2 separate regions of the Mus musculus genome follow, and region 2 is linked to region 1. The links are chromatin contacts, called in public targeted proximity ligation maps. All regions are on one chromosome and are shown on one strand. The core of a region is the stretch at or near the end of the contact, and the rest is flanking DNA. Distances in the headings are between cores, read along the strand shown. Region 1 overlaps Minpp1 (multiple inositol polyphosphate histidine phosphatase 1). Region 2 has its middle 21 kb from the start of Mir3970.

Evidence for each region.
Region 2: a contact with region 1 is called in a targeted proximity ligation map of embryonic stem cells, with 6 times the contacts expected there. A contact is called at or near these places in 1 of 130 datasets of targeted methods (embryonic stem cells) and 1 of 9 other capture datasets (embryonic stem cells).

What each region holds. Positions count from the first base shown.
Region 1 is chr19:32,505,849-32,509,530 of GRCm38.p6, forward strand. The region is part of intron 4 of Minpp1 (multiple inositol polyphosphate histidine phosphatase 1); the gene reads left to right. Among named protein-coding and RNA genes, the nearest start is that of Minpp1, 22 kb to the left of the region's middle.
Region 2 is chr19:33,176,696-33,180,377 of GRCm38.p6, forward strand. It overlaps the pseudogene Rnls. Among named protein-coding and RNA genes, the nearest start is that of Mir3970, 21 kb to the left of the region's middle.

The DNA of each region.
Region 1 (3,682 bases), core at 658-3,157:
TTTACGTGTGTGTGTGTGTGTGTGTGTGTGTGTGTGTGTGTGTTCCTGCACATGGCAGAAGAGGGTGTCAGATCCCTTGAAGCTGGAGTTATATGCATTTGTGAGCTATTCAGCATGGATCTAGGGAACAGAACCCAGATCCCCTGCAAGAGCAAGGAGCTGAACTCTGTGCCGTCTCCCGGCCCTCTTCTTTGTCTTTTGCTGATCTGTCTGACCAGGAGTCCTCTCTTCCCCGTGCATCTGAGCGTTCACCAGTTTGGCTTGTTAGCCTTGGAAGTGTATTTTGCCGATGCCTTCCTCCTGGGTTCCCATGTGTGAGTCTATGTGTAACATAATGGCTGACGTTGAGAGCGGCCCCTCTGGACTCCAGAGCTCCCTGTCCCGAAGTATATCTGTTCCATGAGTTCCTGCCAGTGTTCCCTCCCTGGACCTCACTCACCTCAGGGCTGCCATGGCCTCTGCCCTCCACCCTCCACCCTCCACCACAGCCTGCAGACGCTAAACAGTCAGCCTGGACAGCTGCTGGGTTCAACCCGTTTGCCTTCTCTCTTACTCTGTTGTCTGACTGAAAACTACTGTTTCATATAATTCTAGCTTCCTAATGCTAGTAGGGAGGACAATAGAGCTTTATCCCTGTTCTTCTATCTTGTGAGCTTAATTTCTACATATTTTTACATAAAAAGGACATTTGTGTCATTTTCATTCCAGGCTTACATTGCCAAATGTGTACTTCTCCAGAGATCTACTGCAGTCAAATATTGAAGACTTGTAAACAAAATTTACTTTTTGTAATTTTCTTCTCAAAGCGTCTCATTGCTCTGGCAGTTCCAACCATTTGTATGTGCTCTTACGTAAGTGTGCACATTGTGAAATTTGTCCGAAGTGCCATCTGATAGTCCTAGATCATGTTTGAAAGCATAGTTTGTGTAACGCCAGTTGCGTGTGAAACATAAATTAAGAGCTTAGAAAGATGTAGCTGTGTATGCTTAAGGGAAAACATGCAATTATTGGGTCTTCTTACTGAGCATTTTGAATTGCTTAAGGCATTTACCTACTTTGAACATTTACATAGTTTCATTTCTTGGTGTAATTTTAGTCTTCAGATTAAATTTGGTTTGAATTGAAGACAATAAAATCTTCTCGTTTATTTATATAATAAAGGATGCAATTTACAAAGCCACCTTCTTCCTGGGTAACGTTAGGTAATTCATTTGATACACTGGACTTATTCTCTCTCAGGTCTGATTTAGGAACTAAGGAGGTGGCTCAGTGCGTAAAGTGTTCACTGTGTGAGCCATGAAGATCTGAATTTGAATCCCCAGCACCCATGCAAAACCAGGATGTGACAGCACACTTCTGTAAGCCCTACACCGGGACTCAGAGAAAGGCAGAAAGAGAGCCCTAGGGCTCACTGGCCAGCTGCATAGCCCAGCTGCTCAGCTGCTGATTCAGGAGAGATCCCAAGTCAGACATAAGGTAGAGCATGAGACTCCACTGCAGCTGAGGGGCTGTAGTCAGCTAGTGCGTGCTGGGGCGAGGAAGGGGTGGGGTCATTCTTCAGTGGTGTGGCCATTGGATGCTGCCTGTGCCTATGCTCACACAGGCAAGCTTAGTACATTTCACACATGCGCATGATCTCGCTTCAGCATAATTATCTATCACCCTTTCTGGTTCTGTCCCCTTCCCACTGAACCCCCCTTCTTTCTAACAAGCCCTTCTGATGTTATTTGTGTGGATGTGTGTGAGAGGGTGTGGTGGGGGCGGGGAGAAGGAGGGAGAGGGGAGGGAGAGATTGAGGACACAGGCACACTGATTCCCAGTTGCATCACTTCATTCGCACTTCATCCTAACTTGGCTCTGGAGTGCTGACTCAGCAAAGGTTGACCGTGACCTCCAGGCGCACTCTCTGCGCCTTGGGATACAGTCCAGGCAGAAGCTGGGCAGGTGGCGCTTTCGTGAGGTGCTTGGTTGGGCCTGCATGAACGTGAACCAGGAGTTGGCTTACAACTTGATGGACCTATTCAGTTTTAGTGCTTGGAGCAGTGGCAGCGTGTTCCTGAAAATGAACTCTGATTGCTTCCTTATAGGAGTTAACTGATTTCTCTTTTCTCTCTCTTCCTGATGGGCCGTGAAGTGAACAGCTCTACCCAGCCAGGTTCCTCCTGCTACACAGTGCTCTGTCCATTTACCTTGTCAGGAGGGTGAATGTGACTAAGCCCTCTGAACATGAGCCAGAATAAATATCCCCCTTCAAAAAGTCAGAGCCTTTATCAAAACTGTGAGCATACTTTTAATGACTGCTGATAAAGATTCGATCATATACTCTTGTATATTTGGTTTGAAGTATTTGGAATGGTGATTATAATATAAGCTGATCAAAAAAATTCAAAATAGTAAAACTCAGAGGGTCACAAAAAACAATGCAAACAAAAAGATGAAAGCAAGAAGAGAAATTGTTGGGAAGAAGAAAGGTTTAGAGGGAGTGAGAGAAGACTAGGGGGTGATAATGGCCAGCACACAGTGTATACACGAGAAACCCCACAACTCACGGAACAACTGCCCATAATTGAAGATCCTTACCCCATCCCCCAACACACACTCACACACACTTTTGTTGTTCCAGTGTAATTTAGAAGAGAAAGTGATATTTTTTAAAATGCCCCCAAACAGAAATTTGAGTAAGTCTCATGAAAGGGCAGGCAAATGTAAATGTGAACAGATGTTTAAGGACTATATTAACCCTTCGAAGGGGATGTTCCCCTTTTGACATACATGTTTCCATAGATGTCGTTGAACAAAGGTATATCTGATAGTTTACCAATAGATTTGAACAACGAAGTAGAAATCAGTTCCATACTGCTGCTGTGTCTTGTTTATAAGTGAAGAAGAGCGTTCTGGCATTCTTAGTTATAAGTGGACCCTTGACTTTGAACTTACTGATTTTAAAATAATTTTTAATTATTGTCTAAGGTGATTTGAGTCATATCTCAGAACCAATTCAGATGCTTTTCTTACACTCAGAGCCTCTGGAATAAAGCTGTTCTTGCTGGGCAGTGGTGGCGCACGCCTTTAACCCCAATACTTGGGAGGCAGAGGCAGGCGGATTTCAGAGTTCAAGGCCAGCCTGGTCTACAGAGTGAGTTCTAGGACAGCCAGAGCGAGAGAGAAAGCTGTTCTTTAGGAAAGCCTTGACGAGTTGAGGTTGCTTTGTCATCTGGTTATTTCTCTAATTAAACTTTAAGTAAAACTTAAATGCCCAGTGATAACTAAGTTGAATTCAGGCTATGGGAAACAACATAATGAAGAAAAGCATATGTTTGAGACTTAAGCAGTTAATGCTCTGAGCTGTTACTAATGGAAGGACCATGTAACACAGTCTGTCATGGTCTCAGACTTAGCCCAAGTACCCAAGCAGCTAACTTGGAAGGAGTTAGAGCCAACCAGACTGCATAGAGAACTCTCCCTGACCTTAATTTAATGTTCTTCCCGTTGCTTAATTGAAAGTAGGCTCAGTTTGCCTTCTTACCCTTACAACCTCAACATAGTTATCTATTGAACTCTTTCTGTGTTGTATTTGAAATGAAAAAAAATCAAGAATGAAGTTAGTGTGTGCGTGCGCGCGTGTGTGTTGTGTGTGTGTGTTATGGGTGTATGTATGTTTTGGATATACAAGGCACTCCCT
Region 2 (3,682 bases), core at 791-3,290, 670 kb after region 1:
ACCAGAGATTTTCCATTTGGTAGACTTTATTTTAGTCAGTTGCAAGGGGCAGCAGCTTGTTTCCCCAAAAGCCAGCTGTAAATTTCATCTCTGAGAGAAAAGCAGAGGACTAAAGCATTAGGGATGGCGGACCCCGCTGTGGACCAAGAGGAATAGGAACTGGGTGACAATGAGTCTTCTTCCCTGGTCCAGCAGACATGCACGTGTGTTCAGGGCAGCGTCCGGTGCTAGGAGGCACATGTGTGAGGCATTTCAGGATGGTTGATTTCAGCGAGAAAGAGACAAAGCATGGGCAGTGGTATTGCAGAACCGTTATTCACTGAATGGAATCACATCGGTGGTGTCAGTGAGTGAGGCTGGGAGGCACACCTGTCTGAACTTGCTTGAAGCACTACTTGGCAAACCAAGAGGCACACGGTGGTAATTTTTCCTCTCTCCAATTGAGTGGAACTGTCAATTATCTTCTTCCTCTTGCCGGAAGGGCTTTTCTTAACAATGTGGCTCTCTTCTACTCAGCCCAGGGACCCAGCCTCAACTCTGACAGAGAGGAAGCCAATCATATCTGTAGACTCCATGTCTGCTCTGCTTCCTCCTTGATGAGGGTATGACAGAGGAAGAGGGAGAAGAGTAGGGCAGGAACAGAGACCCCTGAAGGCTGACACAGGCTCCCGAGCCTCCCTTCTCTCCTTCCTCACTTTTCTAGCAGGCCAAATGTGGATATAGCATTCTGTCTTAGCACCCCATATCTTGGCAACATGCTGGTGTTCTGTGCCTGTTGGTCCAAAATCAGGAACAGAGGGAACAATTTCAGAGTTTATTTGCTTTAGAAAGTATCAACCAAATACTAAAATTTGGCTTGCTCTCTGCCAATCACATCCCAGACAAGTTCAGTGTGTCCAACTCTGTCTCCTGCAGGGATTTCTATGGCAAGTATTTCTATCAATCCGACATAGGCTTATGGTTTGAACAGAAGTGCAAAGTTCAGGGAATAAGTGCTTCTCCCAAGGACTAGGTGTAGAGAAAAGATGGCTTTAAAGGTTTCCCATTTACTTATTTCATGTTCTTGCACTATCGTTGGGAGAAAATATTGATTTTTTTTCCTTCCGTGTTGCTTTTCTGGAGGTAGAATCTATCCACATTAATTGATAACAGTACCCAGTTTAAATGTCCAGTGTAAACAGTAAGAGAGTGGAACAGAGAGCTTCATCTGGGAGACAAACAACTTCTAAAGAAGTACTAGGAGAAAGGTAAGAGCCCAGAAAAGATTCTTAAGAATGAATAAATGAATAGGGAAATTGTGTTCTTCCTGGCAGGCAATCAGACATGAAGATTACCCGACAAATCCTTACCTCTCGTTTAAAGATAAAATGCCTATCAGAAAAGGGGAAATGATAAGGCTTGAAATGGCAGTCTTAAATTACAGGAAATATAGATGAAGTTCACTGTCATTTTCCTCCCCTCACTGCAGAGGACTGTATCTAACATTTATTAGGAAACTATGCCACACCATCTAAGGTTTGCAGAAAATCCTGGACTATAACTTTCTATCTTAAGAAATAGTATATGTTTCATTTAGTATGGACACCTTGGGTCCTTCCTTCCACTACGCAGAGCTGAGGGACATTAGCTGAAATGGCATCAGAAATACTGTCTCCTTGCTCACTGGCTGAATGACTCTCACATGACCATGGTGCTTCCTTTTTCCCCAAATAGGTATTCAAAATGATGTACTAATGTTTACTAGAGAAAACACTAGCAAAATTGTTTAGGTTGGCATGCGTTTCAAATGCCATTTTTAAGCAAAATCAAAAAGTCTCTAGTATGCCACAGGGCTTGGCTGCTCAGGGAGGCAGGATTCAGGAAGTTGACCACGATTACCCCATGCTGTTGTTGGGCGGGTTTCAGGCTGTAGGGAAGCCCTGGGACACTGCTCTGGGAGTGGGAAAGCGCTGGAGCTGGTTTTGGGGATCCCCAGGCCTGTGACCAGGCTGGTCAGTCTGGTTCTTAGGCTCTCGGACACCCAGGCGCCACTGGGAGCTGTGAAAGAGCTGAGAATCAGAGTGGGGGGCCTCAGGCTGGATCTAGCCTGGTGCCCGGTGGAAAAAGGGGCGAGATCCTTGGCTTGACTGCAGTGGCAAGTTTGAGCTTGGTGGCACCCGAGGCTGGGAGCACAGAGAGATTAGGCAGTAGCTCTATAGGCAAAGGACTTCTCCATGGCTCCCCACTGCGAATTCCAATGAAAAGAGGCTTTTTAAGGCATCAATTGCCATGGTGGAAAGTGGATGAGTAAACCATACTCCACTTCTCAGGGAGGGTCTGAGGTTAAAGCCTTTTCCAGGGAGGAATGTCTGGGAAAGGAAAGCTTATTGGCTAAGCCCTCCAGGCCTTTAGGTAGCTCATTGAAATGGAGATCTGTCTTGAGCTTGGCCGCTCTTCAGGACCTCTACTTGTGGAGGGGATTGGGGCGTTGTCCTTAGATGATTGATGGCCATAAATCTATAGGGTGTCTGGTTCTCCAGGAACAGGCAAAACACCTACCATCCCTTCAAGGTCTCTGGGGTTTTAAGCCTTAGCTCAACCCGGGAGCAAGATGCCTTTCACGGTCCCACATTGTGAGGAAGGGAAGGTAGGATTGGGTCATCTTTGTTTTTAAACTGCCTTTGTCTAAGTGGTAACACTATAAACACAGTCAAAGGAAGAAAGAGTAACTTTCTGTCTCCAGACCCAGCACCTCCATTATCCAATGATAGCTGCATTCAAAGGTTCCTCAGGTCACTTTCAGAAATATCTTATATATGAGCCTAAATACTTATTCATAATATTAAAGTGGAAATGTAAGCCAATTATAGCCAGTGGTTTTTTTTTTGGACTGGATTTGTATATTTAAAAAATATCCAGAGCGCTCTATCAGCTCATTGGCATCTATCATGTTTAATAATATTGGGGATTTGCCAGAGTTAATTATTTAATCTTTTACAGCTGGACATATTTTTCACAGCTTGCCACTGTTACAAACAATTTTGCAACGTACATGTTTATTCTTCCAGAGACTGAATGTCTGTCTTTAAATTCATGGGTGGAAATCTAGTTGCCACGGTGACAGTGCTGAGGGGTGTGACTTTTCGGGAGGTGATGAGGCCACAGAGCAGAGCCTGGGAGTCCTTGCCACAAATACAAGTGTCTTGTGTCTGGATCTCGTACTTCTCAGCCTCCAGAACTGGAGGGAATTTATTAACAATAAGTTATATGCAAGTCTAAGACTGTTTGTCACAGGAGCCCACACAGTTTAAATCTTATCTCTTTGTCACACTTTTGTTTATCTCCCTGTAGGGCAGATTTCCTAGAAGTAGAATTTCTAAATCAAAGAGTAAGCACATTGGAGCTGGAGAGATGGCTTGTGGGTTAGAAGGTTGGCTGCTTTTCCAGAGGATGAAGGTTCTATTCCAACCATTCACATGGTAACTAACCACCCAAACAAACATGGAAATCAAGTTCTAGGAGATCCAATGCCCTCTTCTTGGCCTCTAAGGGCACCAGGCACATGGTGAACAGACATATATACAGGCAAAGCATCCACACACATAAATAAAGATGAAAGAAAGTTAAGAGTAAACACCATTGGGCTGGTGAGATGGCTCAGTGGGTAAGAGCACCCGACTGCTCTTCCAAAGGTCCAGAGTTC